2 separate regions of the Zea mays genome follow, and region 2 is linked to region 1. The links are chromatin contacts, called in public Hi-C maps. All regions are on one chromosome and are shown on one strand. The core of a region is the stretch at or near the end of the contact, and the rest is flanking DNA. Distances in the headings are between cores, read along the strand shown.

Region 1 (7,618 bases), core at 3,152-5,651:
TTATCATTTCTAGGATTGGGAATTGAAACATTACAAACATTTGAATCAACCTTAGCTAACAAATTAGCATTTTCATTTCTAAGGTTGTCAATAGTCTCATGGCAAGTGCTTAGCTCACTAGACAATTTTTCATATTTTTCAACTTCTAGAGCATAAACATTCTTCACTTTAACATGCTTTTTGTTTTCCTTGATTAGGAAGTCCTCTTGGGTGTCCAAGAGGTCATCCTTATCATGGATGGCACTAATTAATTCATTTAACTTCTCTTTTTGTTGCATGTTTAAGTTGGCAAAAAGAGTACGTAAATTATCTTCCTCATCACTAGCATTATCATCGCTAGAGGATTCATATCTAGTGGAGGATTTGGATTTAACCTTTTTCTTTTTGCCGTCCTTTGCCATGAGGCACTTGTGGCCGACGTTGGGGAAGAGAAGGCCCTTGTTGATGGCAATGTTGGCGGCGTCCTCGTCGGAGGAGGAGTCGGAGGAGCTCTCGTCCGAATCCCACTCGCGGCATACATGGGCGTCGCCACCCTTCTTCTTGTAGTATTTCTTTTTCTCCTTTCTTCTTCCCTTCTTGTCGTTGCCCCTGTCATTGTCACTAGAAATAGGACATTGTGCTATAAACTGACCGGGCTTACCACACTTGTAGCAAACCTTCTTGGAGCGGGGCTTGTAATCTTTCCCCCTCCTTTGCTTGAGGATTTGGCGGAAGCTCTTGATGACGAGCGTCATTTCCTCGTTGTCGAGCTTTGAGGCGTCGATTGGTTGTCTACTCGGTGTAGACTCCTCCTTCTTCTCCTCCGTCGCCTTAAACGCCACCGGTTGTGCTTCGGACGTGGAGGGATCATCTAGCTCGTTGATTTTCTTCGAGCCCTTGATCATATACTCAAAGCTCACAAAATTCCCGATTACTTCCTCGGGGGTCATTAGTGTATATCTAGGATTACCACGAATTAATTGAACTTGAGTAGGGTTAAGGAAAATAAGTGATCTAAGAATAACCTTAACCATCTCGTGGTCATCCCACTTTTTGCTTCCGAGGTTGCGCACTTGGTTCACCAAGGTTTTGAGCCGGTTGTACATGTCTTGTGGCTCTTCCCCTTTGCGAAGTCGGAAGCGACCGAGCTCCCCCTCGATCGTTTCTCGCTTGGTGATCTTGGTTAGCTCATCTCCTTCGTGCGCGGTCTTGAGCACGTCCCAAACTTCCTTGGCGCTCTTTAATCCTTGCACCTTGTTGTACTCCTCTCTACTTAGAGAAGCAAGGAGTATGGTTGTGGCTTGGGAGTTGAAGTGCTCGATTTGGGCCACCTCGTCCTCATCATAATCCTCATCCCCTACGGATGGTACCTGTGATCCAAACTCAACAACATTCCATATACTTTTGTGGAGTGAGGTTAGATGAAATTTCATTAAATCACTCCACCTAGCATAATCTTCACCGTCAAAGGTTGGCGGTTTGCCTAATGGAACGGAAAGTAATGGAGTATGTCTAGAAGTGCGAGGATAGTGTAAAGGGATCTTACTAAACTTCTTGCGCTCATGGCGCTTAGAAGTTACGGACGGCGCGTCGGAGCCGGAGGTAGATGCGATGAGGTGTCGGTCTCATAGTAGACCACCTTCCTCATCTTCTTTTTCTTGTCCCCACTCCGATGCGACTTGTGGGAAGAGGGTTTCTTCTCCTTCCCCTTCCCTTTGTTGCGGGACTCTCCCGATGAAGCTTTCCCGTGGCTTGTAGCGGCTTGTCGCCGGTCTCCATCTCCTTCTTGGCGTGATCTCCCGACATCACTTCGAGCGGTTAGGCTCTAATGAAGCACCGAGCTCTGATACCAATTGAAAGTCGCCTAGAGGGGGGGTGAATAGGGCGAAACTGAAATTCTCAAAATTAATCACAACTACAAGTCGGGTTAGCGTTAGAAATATAATCAAGTCCGAGAGAGGGCGTAAAAACAAATCGCAAGCGAATAAGGAAGTGAGACACAAGGATTTGTTTTACCGAGGTTTGGTTCTCGCAAACCTACTCCCCGTTGAGGAGGCCACAAAGGCCGGGTCTTTTTCAACCCCTTCCCTCTCTCAAACGGTCCCTCGGACCGAGTGAGCTTTCTCTTCTCAAATCAACCGGGAACAAAACTTCCCCGCAAGGACCACCACACAATTGGTGTCTCTTGCCTCGGTTACAATTGAGTTTTTTATCACAAGAAAAGAATGACAAAGAAAGCAATCCAAGCGCAAGAGCTCAAAAGAACACAACAAATCACTCTCACTTAACACTAAAGCTTTTGTGGAATTGGGAGAGGATTTGATCACTTGAGTGTGTCTTGTATTGAATGCCTAGCTCTTGTAAGTGGTTGGAAGTGTGAAAACTTGGATGACTTGAATGTGGGATGGTTGGGGGTATTTATAACCCCAACCACCAAACTAGCCGTTTGGTGGAGGCTGTCTGTCGCATGGTGCACCGGACAGTCCGGTGCACACCGGACAGTGTCCGGTGCGCCAGCCACGTCACCAGGTCGTTGGGTTCCGACCGTTGGAGCTCTGACTGCTGGGCCCGCCTGGATGTCCGGTGGCACACCGGACATGTACTGTAGAGTGTCCGGTGCGCCACTTCGCGCGTGCCTGACTTCTGCGCGCTCTGGCGCGCATTAATTGCTTCTGCAGGTGACCGTTGGCGCGAAGTAGCCGTTGCTCCGCTGGCTCACCGGACAGTCCGGTGAATTATAGCGGAGCGAATTCCCGAAGCTGGCGAGTTCAGAGTCGCTTCATTCCTGGAGCACCGGACACTGTCCGGTGTACACCGGACAGTCCGGTGAATTATAGCGGAGCGCCTCTGAGTTTTCCCGAAGGTGAAGAGTTTGGCTTGAAGTCCCCTGGTGCACCGGACACTGTCCGGTGGCACACCGGACAGTCCGGTGCGCCAGACCAGGGCAGCCTTCGGTTTATCCCTTGCTCTCTTTGTTGAACCCAATTCTTGGTCTTTTTATTGGCTAAGTGTGAACCTTTGGCACCTGTATAACTTATACATTAGAGCAAACTAATTAGTCCAATTTATTTGTGTTGGGCAATTGAACCACCAAAATCATTTAGGAAATATGTGTAAGCCTAATTCCCTTTCACAAACTTAATGACCCGGTGCCGTGCCGCTGGGCTAGTCTCGCTCCACCATTTGTGCAGTTGGGGGGGGGCCAGTGGCGGGCCTACATGCAAGCAAGGGTATCCAATTGAATACCTATTATTTTTGGCAAAACAATTATATATACATGTATATGTTATGTATATAAGCTAAAATATTATAAAAAAACATAAAATCATACTATTTTACAGTTATTTTGTCTAAACTTTGTTTTTATTAGCCCTCTTCATTTCTCTACTGTGCCACCGATCATACAGTACAATAGTGTGATTTTAGATTGTCGAAAAAAAAATTATATTCTACCAAAATTTCGAATACCCATATTTCAAATCCTGAGCGCGGCCCTGTGGGGGGCTTGTCTCGGTGCGAACTTACTGAATAGTAGGTTTGCAAACTTACTGAACCCATTTGTGCGGCTGGGGGCTGGTAAAGAATAGGAACTGGATTAACTCGTAGTGATGGAAGAGAATGGTCACCGAACAAGCCTTGTTTAACTTGTGGAAGGAAGTTGTTGTTCTGCAAAAAAATACCGAATGAGTTAAACTGCGCATAAACAAAACAGTAGACCGTGTGGCTAGATCCAACTAAAAATAAGGTATTTTAACATAGGTTCTGTCCGACGAGAAACCTCGGCATGAAAGTTGTGGCATCTTGCAATCTTTGCTTTGCTTCTACATGCAAGTTCTCGCATTCTAGTAGTAGCTGCTTGTTTTGTTTGCCTATCTCCAGCAGCTCTGGGTTTTTTGCACGGTGCTGCCTATAGTACTAGTGCAGCTAGTACAGATCTGCTGGATGAAACGACATAGATTAGATTTTACTGGTGCCAAGATCTTGGCAGGAAAGAAAGAAAAAAAGCAGCGGGGGGTGGGGGATCTTGTCCACCTGGAATTGAACAGGAAGGAAAACGCCGAGCAGAGCGGGGCCGGGCCGGGCCGGGCTTGCAAGTTGCAAGCTGGAGACGCCCTCGGCCGGCGTCATGAATGAAGAGAAACCGTCGGAGAAATGGTCCAGTCCAGGTGCTGGTTTGTGTGCGCCGTTGGTTTTGGTTGCCCGTCGCCTCTGTCCTCCCTCCATCGCATCAATAGAAAGAAAAAAAAAAGCATCTCAACCGCGAGCAGGAGCAGCGTGCGTCTCCTGTTTGGCCTCTCTGTCCCGTGGGCCGGCGCCTGGTGGACCAGAGCGCGGAGATGTCGGGTCACAGGCGCACAGTACCTACGGCCTCCTCCTGCTGCTGCGAATCTATGCCTCTCTACGAGCACCTGGAGCAGCGCCGATGGCTGTCAGGCTGTGCGCTGGAGCAGGCTGTGCGCCTCTGCCTCCGGAGTCTGGACTGCCCGCAGTAACTCCGCCCGCCCGCCGGCTCGCCCACAGGCAAGCTAAGCTTGGTTGGCCAAGCAGCAGCACCCCTCCGGCCAGTCCTATCGATCCATCCACCGATCGACGGTAGCTGGGGACTTCAAGGCCGCCGTAAAGGCAGTAGTGTCGTGTCGTGTCGCCAGCCGCCGATCAGACGGCCCAGCGATCTAAAGGGCCATGCTCCGACTGTGCGAGCGAGCGAGCGAGGTCGTCTCGTCGACCGTCGACGACAAGCTTTTTTTTTGTAACAAAAAAAAAAAGTCTCAGACGGTGAATGGTACTGTATCAGGCAGGCTTTCACTGCAGCGAGGATTTCACCTGCAGCAGAGCTGCACGCCAGTAGGTGAGAGAGGACGGGAGGAGCCTACTAGCTAGCTAGCAAGCGAAACCGCGGGCTTTCAGACTCTCTCACGCACGCCCCAGTCCGGCGGCAGTCCCACTCCCACAGGCCACGCGACCCACCCACACCCACCCCCGTCCCCGATGGGCGATGGCGGAGCGGAGGAGGACGGCCGGCCGGGAACAGGACCTGACACCTTCAGATCACATCAGATGCACGCGAGACGACAGCGGAGGAGGCCGGCCGCCGCTCCGGACAATGAGACGACGCAAAAGGCCAAGCCATCAGACGTGGTGCCTCCTCAATCCTCATGCATATACGTGCATGCCTCGTTCCTCAGGGGGCGGTCCACGCTCCATTGATTGCATGCATGCATTCATTCCTTTGCATCCATGCAGTGTACTCCTCAGCTCCCGTCTCTTTAGACAGTAGATCTCAATTCTCATCTTGATCCTCTCCCACTATTATTCTACTGTAGGTATATAAAACATCTCACGACATAGATTGGGGAACACAAGACAGCATCTATATATCGCTGGGGCTGATGAAGGGACCGCCGGACCGGTGGTGCCGAACAACATCACGTACGCTCATGGCGCGGTGCGCGCGGGCGCGCAGACTGGGGAAGGAATTGCCACGCGCAGCGCAAATGTGAGGGAAGAGAGGCCACGGATGAGGGTCGTGAAGATTTTGAGGTAAGGAAGAGAGACCTGTTTGAGCTGTTGGTAACTTGTTTTTAATTGCCGTGAATAAAAAATAAGACAACATATATATTAAACATTAAGTACCTTCGTTTTCGAACCATTTCAGAGATAATGGATCTCAGATAAAGTTTATAAAGGACGAGTCTTCATTTTTTATAGAAATAATATTACAATACAACATTATAACAATTACTTATTTCATGTTGCATGTCAGAATGATATTAAGACCTTTATTATATATTAATAAAGTGGTACAAACTATATATTACATTTGTACCTTTGGCTTGCTCGAAATAGAGAATGTGAATACCGTCTTCCAATTAAGCGTGAATAAACAAGTCTTTTCATTGCTGGTTTGACCTCATGTATGACCTTCGTGATCATCTTAAACCGAAACTTTAATCCTTACCGAAGCTTCACTATATTTCATATGTGTCTGTTACAGCTTCGGCACTCATTTCCTTTTGACGTATCCTTGTCAAAATGAATTACAAGCGGTTTCTTCATCCTAAGGCTGGCTCCAGCAGTATCATGTAAAAGCTCTTGTTCTCTAAATATGGAGGTTTGTCAGATCCTTTATCCCTCCAACAAGAGACTCTAAAAGGTTCTCTAAAATTTAGAGGATGGCATGCATGCGCTATGTATAGAGGATGTACGGTGGTGCTCTATACACTATGCTGATTTCTGTGCACGTGCTGACGAGCGGTAAAAAATAATATAGAATGTTAAATCAGGTAACACTATTGATATAGAGGATGAAATTTAGGGGATATTGCTGGAGATGAAGAAGATATAGAGTATAAAATCTTTTAGAGAGTGTTGTAAAGGACAGAGAATATTCTTTTAGGGGATGAAATTTAGGAGACGTTGCTGGAGACAGTCTAAGGACCTTCGACGGAAAAGTAGACCCCCAACAGAGCGACGAAAAAGCGATTAATTTCTTAATTTTGGTTTTCGGGTTAGTTTAGGGCTTCTTTTAGAGTTGCTCACCCTCTACCCGTATATATTGTGTAATTGTGTTTGGACTAGAACAATTTCAAAATATTCAAAGAAATTATATCGGATATTGAAAAAAAATTGGACAAAACAACCACCCCGCGCATACGTCTGCCGGAACAGCCGATAAGATTACCATCGAACAAATAGCAGAAGGCCCCTTATTAAATTATGTAAAACTGGAGGCAAAGTAAGAGTATCTCCTAGGGTTCTCTAGAAAATGACTCCTCAAAATCAGTTTTAAAGGGCATTTAAAAAATTAGTAGAGGTATATTTTAATCATTTTTCTCCAACAGATTCTTTAAATCGGCAGATTGTTTCTGGAAAGCCTAAAGAACCCTCATTTATAGCTACAATAAATGAGAGAGTTTTAAGGCCTATGAAAAAGTTATGATCGTTTTAGGGGAACAGTTGGAGACATATTTTTGTGTTTTCCTAAAAACTTGATTTAGTAGAGACTTCTGAAAAACTCTTAGAGATGCTCCAAAACCATGGTCTCATTTACAAAGGCAATCGCGTAGCTATGGCAAGGGAATGAACATGGCGACGAACCAAAATTTTGGGGCAAAATGGAAACTGCCAGCTCTCGAAGGCCACCTAGCTAGCTAGGATGTCATTAGCAACAAAGCGTGTGTCCAATCCGTTTACCAGGACGCATCCATGCATATCAATTCCCTATAGCTAGCCTGAAGGATGGTTGGATCGGACCATATATGGTCACGTAGTTTATTTATTTATACATATATCCTTCTTGTTCCTGGCATCGATCAGCGAGTGCATGCATGGCGGCAGCTGCAGGCGATGGCCGGCCGGTCACGGGTTCGTTCGCCGCCGGTGTGACTGCTTGCCAAGTTGCAATGCCCACGCGCGTCGTCGTCCGATCCCCCGGCAGGCGAAACTGAAGCAACAGGGCGGTGAAAAGGCCGCCAGATCCCCCCCCCCCCCCCCCCCCCCCCCCCCCCCCCCCCCCCCCCCCCCCCCCCCCCCCCCCCCCCCCCCCCGATGCGTCGTCCCCCACGGAATCCATGTCGTTTCCTCCGCAACTTGGCGTCATCATGCATGGCCCTCGTCATGTGCATCAGATTAACCATCA
Region 2 (7,618 bases), core at 3,756-6,255, 190 kb after region 1:
GGCTCCGCGCCCACTACTGATCAGGGGTTCGTAGGCTGGCCCTCGAAGGGTTCACAGCCGCCTCAGACACAGAGCGAGGGATGACCCTGGGTACGTTCGATACATAACCAAGGCTCGGGCTACGCTCCCGAGGTACCCTAGGACATTTCCGAGACCAGCGGGAACGATCTTGTAACGGAATCCCATCAGAGGGAGGCATCGAGCCCTCGGACCCCGTCGAAAGGGGACCGGGTCCGGCAGATCACCCGCAGGTACTTTTGGAGCGCGCCTCCGGGCCTCTAGCCGACCCCTAACAAATGGGGCACGGGCGTCCACTCGAATTACCCACCAGCAGCTCACCGGAGACACCATGTTTGGCGCCCTCCGAGGGCAACATGGCGCTTTCCCCCCTCCTCCTTGCGGAAAGGCGACGCAGGGGCGTATGTAAAAAAGTCGAGTCTGTCCTTGACCGTCCTCTCACCCTGTGCAGAGGCTCGGGGGCTGCTCTCGCGAACCCGGCTCTGGCCAGACCATTGACAGCGTCAACATACCAGCCCGAGAACTTGGGACCTGACCGTGCACCCGGGCTACGGCCAGCTCGCATGAAGGAACGACCAGACCAGCCGAAGCATTGCGCGAGGCATTAAGACCTCGGAGGAGTCAAACCACTCCTCCGAGGCCTCGGGGGCTACAACCGGCGGGTGCGCTCGCGCGCACCCACCGGAACAAAATGCAACCGAGAAAGGCTGGTCCCCTTGCAAAAAAGTGCGACAAAAGCCTCCAAGCGAGTATTAACACTCCCTTCGAGGCTCGGGGGCTACTGTCGGGGACCATAATTAGGGGTACCCTCAAGACTCCTAATTCTCAGCTGGTAACCCCCATCAGCACAAAGCTGCAAAGGCCTGATGGGTGCGACTAAGTCAAGGATCGGTCCATTCGAGGGACTCGATCACGCCTCATCCGAGCCCAGCCTCGGGCAAGGGCAGCCGACCCCGGAGGATCTACGTCTCGCCCGAGGCCCCCCTCCCGCAACAGACATACTTTCGGCTCGCCCGAGGCCCAGTCTTCACCAAGAAGCAACCTTGGCCAAATCGCCACGCCAACCGACCAAATCGCAGGGGCATTTAATGCAAAGGTGGTCTGACACCTTTATCCTGACGCACGCCCTCCAGTCGACAGAGCCGAAGTGACCGTAGTCACTTCGCCGCTCCACTGACCGGTCTGACAAGAGGACAGCGCCGCCTGCGCCGCTCCGACTGATGTGCCACTCGACAGAGTGAGGCTGACAGCAGCCAGGCCCGGCCTCAGGCGCCATAGGAAACTCCGCTTCGCCCGACCCCAGGGCTCGGACTCGGGCTCAGCCCCGGAAGACGACGAACTCCGCTTCGCCCGACCCCAGGGCTCGGACTCGGGCTCAGCCCCGGAAGACGACGAACTCCGCTTCGCCCGACCCCAGGGCTCGGACTCGGGCTCAGCCCCGGAAGACGACGAACTCTGCTTCGCCCGACCCCAGGGCTCGGACTCGGGCTCAGCCCCGGAAGACGACGAACTCCGCTTCGCCCGACCCCAGGGCTTGGACTCGGGCTCAGCCCCAGAAGACGACAGACTCCGCTTCGCCCGACCCCAGGGCTCGGACTCGGGCTCAGCCCCGGAAGACGACGAACCCCACTTCGCCTGACCCCAGGGCTCAGACTCGGGCACAGCCCCGAAAGACGACGCACTCCGCTTCGCCCGACCCCAGGGCTCGGACTCGGGCTCAGCCCCGGAAGACGACGAACTCCGCTTCGCCCAACCCCAGGGCTCGGACTCGGGCTCAGCCCCAGAAGACGACGGACTCCGCTTCGCCCGACCCCAGGGCTTGGACTCGGGCTCAGCCCCGGAAGACGACAAACCCCGCTTCACCCGACCCCAGGGCTCGGACTCGGGCTCAGCCCTGGAAGACGACGAACCCCGCTTCGCCCAACCCCAGGGCTCGGACTCGGGCTCAGCCCCGGAAGACGACGAACTCCGCTTCGCCCGACCCTAGGGCTCGGACTCGGGCTCAGCCCCGGAAGACGACGAACTCCGATTCGCCCGACCCTAGGGCTCGGACTCAGCCCTGGCCTTAGCCGACGGTCTCCGCCTCGCCCGACCCGGGGGCTCGGACTCGACCTCGGCCTCAGAAGACAGACTCGACCTCGACCTCGGAGGAGCCTCCACGTCGCCCAACCCAGGGCATGGACCGACCACGTCAACAGGAGGCCCCATCATTACCCTACCCCAAGCTGACTCAGGCTACGGGGAACAAGACCGGCGTCCCGTCTGGCTCGCTCCGCCAGACAAGTAATGATGGCGCCCCGCACGCCCGATGACGGCGGCGACTCTCAGCCCCCTTACGGAAGCAAGAGGACGTCAGCAAGGACTCGACAGCCCCGACAGTTGTCCTTCCGCCAGGCTCCAGCGCTCCTCCGACGGCCACGACACCACACGAACCGGGTGCCAAAACCTCTTCGGCTGTCACATGGCATGTACTTAGGGCACTAGCTCTCCTCCGCTAGACACGTTAGCACGCTGCTACACCCCCCATTGTACACCTGGATCCTCTCCTTGCGCCTATAAAAGGAAGGACCAGGGCCCTCTTACAGAGGGTTGGCCGCGCGGGGAAGGACGGGACGACGCTCGCGTGAGGCCGCTCGCTCCCTCCCGCGTGGACGCTTGTAACCCCCTACTGCAAGCGCACCCGACCTGGGCGCGGGACAAACACGAAGGCCGCGGGATTTCCACCTCTCACGCCCGTCTCCCTCCTGCTGCCTCCCCTCTTCGCGCTCCGTCTCGCGCCGACCCATCTGGGCTGGGACACGCGACGACAATTTACTCGTCGGTCCAGGGACCCCCCGGGTTTCGAAACGCCGACATATATAATATACTTTAAATGGCTTTAAATTTTTATTTTTCGCAATAAATAAATAAATAGGATAAATCGGTCAAATGTGGAAAAAAAGTCAGACGAATTCTAATTTGTGACGAAGAGAGTATTAACTAAACATAGTTTAGATTTCTCATAATTGTCAGCTCACAACAGTTTTGTCATATCTCACCGCTAGAATCAAATTTTCATAATTCTACGACTGAACTAAACATGCCCTTAAAATACGAAGGGAAACTAGTCTAGTCCAAAGTCTGCAGCTAATATAAACAAAAAAAACAGAGAAAATTTTAGGGCCCTTCGTGGCTAAGGTTCTGTTTTGCTGTGATTGTGTTAGATATAATGTGGGGTTGATCTAGAGATGGCCAGACGGGCCGCCCGGCCCGGTCTGGGTCTAGTGAAGCTCGCCCCGTTTTGGACCTGACCCACCAGACATGGTTAGAAAACTGGTCCGGACCGTCTAAGCTTGCGGGCTCATTTTTCTGTCCGAGCCCGCCCCGCAGCGGTTCTAAACGGACCAGCCCGTTTAGCATGGAAAAACGGCGGAAAACGGGCTAAGCGGCCGGTAAGTACGGTTTATTGCAAAAAAGCGGGCTTAACGAGCTTAGAGGTAAATGAGCCGTGCCGGGCTAGCCCACCGTGCCTAGTTTCTTGTCCGAGCCCGACCCGCTTATTCATGCCGGGCCGGCCTGGGTCCGCATAGAACCGGGTCGTGCCGAGCTCGGATTGGGCCCAAACAGCGGGCTTCGTGCCGGGCTCGCGGACCTCGTGCTTATCTATACTATACTTAAAGCCCCAGTTTCAACGGTCGTCCCGTGTCATTTTTTACAAATAACCCCTCACAACTATTTCAAATTAATCTGCTGCACGTCTATAGATGCCCAAACAGCGGTCGGACCAGACGCACGCGGGCCACAACTCCCGTCAACCCATTTGATTAAATCAGCGTAAAATATTAAAAAACGGTGCATGAGGTGAGGTTCGAACCGATGACTGATGGAAGAAGGGCGGAAGACACTAGGTAAAGCTGTATAACCAGTAGAACATCATGCTCAAATGTTTAAATTTTGAATATAAAATATATATATATGTATATACATTTTTTTGTAATAAGAAAATATTATCGTGTCGGGCCGGACCAGCACTACGGGCCGAGGCTACAGCCCAAGCACGGCATGACGTTCTTGTCTCTTGCAAGCATTAGGTCGTTTCTGAGACCACATTAGCGCAATTGACTTCATGGTATTTGAGGATGATGAATTGGATGAGACAACAATGATTTGTCACACTAACAGTAAAATAAAAGGTTATTTGTTGGTTTTAAACGTTAGTAATTGCTACGAAGTAGCATAATTTATATGGAGCGCATCCAGTTTTTATTGATGCCTGACTTTAGCAATCACTCCATAATTTGATCTATCTTTTTCATAAGTTTGAGTTCATGTGACTTATTTTAGAAACTTGAGCTCACAAACTTTCTCTTATTTAGTCTATGTATGGTGGAATTATGTCATTTTATGATATTTGTTCGTTTAGTCAGTCATTGTGAACTCTCTTCTAATCGCTCACTTTATTGGTCGTGTTGTATCAAGACATATTGGATGAGGTAAATAATAATATCAGTTAGCCAAATCAAAAAATATTATACGGAGAGTGGAGACAATTAATAAAAAATCTTGATTTTTTTGTGGATAGTTTACATGGGTATTGTTGTAAGCCGTTGCAACGTACGGGCAACTGACTAGTTGGTCATCTATAGGTTGATCCAGTGGCGGATCCAAAAGTGGATCAAAAGAGGAGGGCCAGATTATTTGTTTAGATTAAATTAAATGATACAATCGATGTTTGATACGACAAAATAACAAGATACAATTTAAATATGGTTTAGTTTAACATGAGACTTTGGGCAGGGTCCTTGAGAGGGAACCGTTGGACGCCTGGGGCGTCGGACTTCACCGGCGAGCAGAGGGGGAGCGGGTCAGGGACCCGAGTCTCTTGCAACCTGTAGCCGAGACGCCAGTTTTGCTTCCAACTCGGGTCACGACTCACGAATTCCGTCCCATTCCCATCCGCGCGGACGTCTCCTCACGCAACCTGTAGCCGAGACCCTCTCACACGCTTGCGATCTCCACCTCCGCGGTTGCCGGCCGACCTCTTCCCCGCCGCCTCCGCCGCGCCTCGGGGCACCGGACCCGTCTCCAACCCCTAGATCTCGCGCCCCCTCCGCCCCGCCGGCCGGTGGTCACGCCCCGCCTCTCCCGCCGCCGGACGAGCTCGCCGTGGGGCGGAGAGGTCGCCGCCGGCGACAGGAGCCACGCGATGTCCAGGGAATCCTGCCCTTTCTCCTCGCCTCAGTCCTTGGGGATCCATCCGTGCTAATTTCCACCGTTGGTGAGCAATTCCCTAGACTAATTTACAGGGGGCCGTTCATTTCGCTTTGGTACTGTACTATGGTTTGTTCCGTACTCGAGTATGAATCATTCTGCAATAACCCACACACAGCACATTCTCAATTGATCGTGCTTGCCACTCCAGTTACTTTAATGGCCCAGTTCAGCGCGACACGAGTTCTCAAATGGGTCCTGTGATCCATGGGATTCTGTGTGACCTGCTCAGAGTACTGCTAGCTTGCACAAGTTCATTTATGAGCTTCTCTGCATGCTAATATCCATTAGTAAATTCAGTGTGGGAAAAAATGATCCTCTTTGTGGCTATCTTTTTTCTTTCCATTAGAAGTGAAATTATAATATCAGGAATGGAAATCCGTAACAGCTAAAATGATTGAATTCTTTTTTTTATTTTGCTCTGTATTTGCAGGCTTGCAGCCTTTTGTATCGAGCATGTGCTAAATTGGGCACGCAGAAATATCATCAAGTATGCTGATATTACCGTTCCGAAACATCCCAACTTGCCAGCATTGGTCGGGGTAAATTTGTCAAGTTATCAATTGAAGTGTGCTTGGTTATTGATTTCCATTAAATTGCAGCATAGCTTGCTCTTCATCTGAAAGTTTTCGAGGGTAGATGTTTATCGTGCACCATGGTCGTTGGTAATGACATAGTTGACATGGTTGGGTGCTAAAAGGACGAGAAGGGTTTGAATAAACGGTCCGATGAACATTCTACTTGAGCTTAAGCATCTCAAGCTCTTTAGCATGCCCGCAAGACCTGTCATCTGTAAAGGCCTTCTGATAGTGATTGCCCTTATTTTGTTGAGAGCAATTGTATCTCCTTTTCTTGCTATAGATTCATCTGAGAAGAAAGAATTTTACGAGTCCACAGCCCCTGACTTGCTTCCTAGAATTAGACGAGACAAGTTTCTTGAGGTCCCACAGATCATATGGGGGTTGAACAATCAGAAGATTGCATTCGCCAGAGCATGCTTGACTGCAAGATTCCTGAACAGATCCCTTCTCATGCCAAGCTTGAGTGCTTCTCTCTTCTACAAAGAGGTTGACTTGCTGCAGCCTGTCAGTTTTGACAAAGTGTTTGACTTTAACAAGTTCAATGCGCGTTGCCATGGCTTCGTAAGGTTAGCTCAGTATTCAGAAGTTTCAAATCGGACAGAGCCCTTCAAACTCCAAAAGGGGACCGGTAGAAGGTGGACGGCAGACAGAGATTTGGATCAACTACAGCAATCCATAGGCAGCAATGTGGATGACTCTGAAGTCATTGAAATCGTTGGGAAAAATCCATTTCTGTGGCCTGACCACTGGCCAGTCAAAGACTATGCCAAAATCTTCGATTGCCTTGTCTTAGTTCCTGAGATAGAAACCGAAGTGGTCAAGGTGATATCCAAGATTAGAGAGGCAGGCCAAAGAGCAAGACATGAAGCTGGGGGTTCTCATAGTAAGCAGAGGAGAGATAGCTCAACGAATCCGCCTGTACCGTATGTTGCTGTTCACATGAGAATAGAAAAAGATTGGATGATACATTGCAAGAAGTGGGAGCAGCGGTCCAAGTCACATGAAATCTGCAGTAGTAAAGAAGAGATCATTCATAAGGTCTCACAGATCACTGACCTACGTCGGCCGGTTGTTGTTTATCTTGCGGTAGCTGACAGCCTTCTTGAAGACGATTCAATAACCAGTGGGTGGAGAGTGGGTATGGTTGCTTACGAGAAGAAGAAGCTTGGTGTTACTGACATCTACGATCGTCAGCCATATCTTATAAAGTCTGCCATCGACTTCGAGGTGTGCTCGAGAGCAGACGTGTTTGTCGGCAACAGCTTCTCAACATTCTCCAACCTCGTAGTGCTGTCCAGGACAGAAAGGCTGTACAACCTGGGAAAGGCGAGCTCGTGTGGCGAGAACATCGGGCTTTCGTCGTATGCGTACAATGTCATGGGCGACGATGGTGGACCACAGAGATGGATGACAGATATGTCGGACACAAGCCTGCAGAGGTTAAGTTACGGAACAAATAACGTCTCATGCCACTGACTTTGACGCATAGCAAACTTGACTGAACATGATGTATACCTGAGGAAGAGTCCTTGCCCGACTTCGCTTTTTATCGGCAAAGGAAGCAAGTATGTGCAGCTAATTTGACGTGCTTCTGTGTTCGAAGCTAGAGCCCACATGTCGCACTTGTGAAGGACTATGGCCAAGAGTTTAGATGTGCTTAAAAGTGTTGACAGTGTTGGGCAGTTTGTAGTTTGTATAACGCTGAATGCTGCGCGATGGCTTTTACCTGGGACCCTTTTGTTTTTTTATGGTTTCAGAATCAGACCTAC

What was found. A called contact is a pair of places that touch in the nucleus more often than the background predicts.
Region 2: a contact with region 1 is called in a Hi-C map of ear, with 4 times the contacts expected there. The contact joins the promoter of LOC100382271 here to the enhancer-like site in region 1. A contact is called at or near these places in 3 of 25 Hi-C or Micro-C datasets (ear, endosperm and tassel).

Annotation. Positions count from the first base shown.
Region 1 is chr5:85,885,325-85,892,942 of Zm-B73-REFERENCE-NAM-5.0, forward strand. No RefSeq gene overlaps it. Among protein-coding and RNA genes, the nearest start is that of LOC606444, 33 kb to the left of the region's middle. Within about 2 kb of position 4,402, at least 15 of the 20 cell types and tissues checked have an H3K27ac peak or open chromatin away from gene starts, as enhancers often do. A contact at or near this core is called in ear, endosperm and tassel, where this site is marked.
Region 2 is chr5:86,072,062-86,079,679 of Zm-B73-REFERENCE-NAM-5.0, forward strand. LOC100382271 (O-fucosyltransferase family protein) reads left to right here and starts at 5,006. Exons shown (of 2, transcript NM_001175022.1): 1 at 5,006-5,275; 2 at 5,702-7,618. The coding sequence starts at 5,997. The coding sequence ends at 7,325.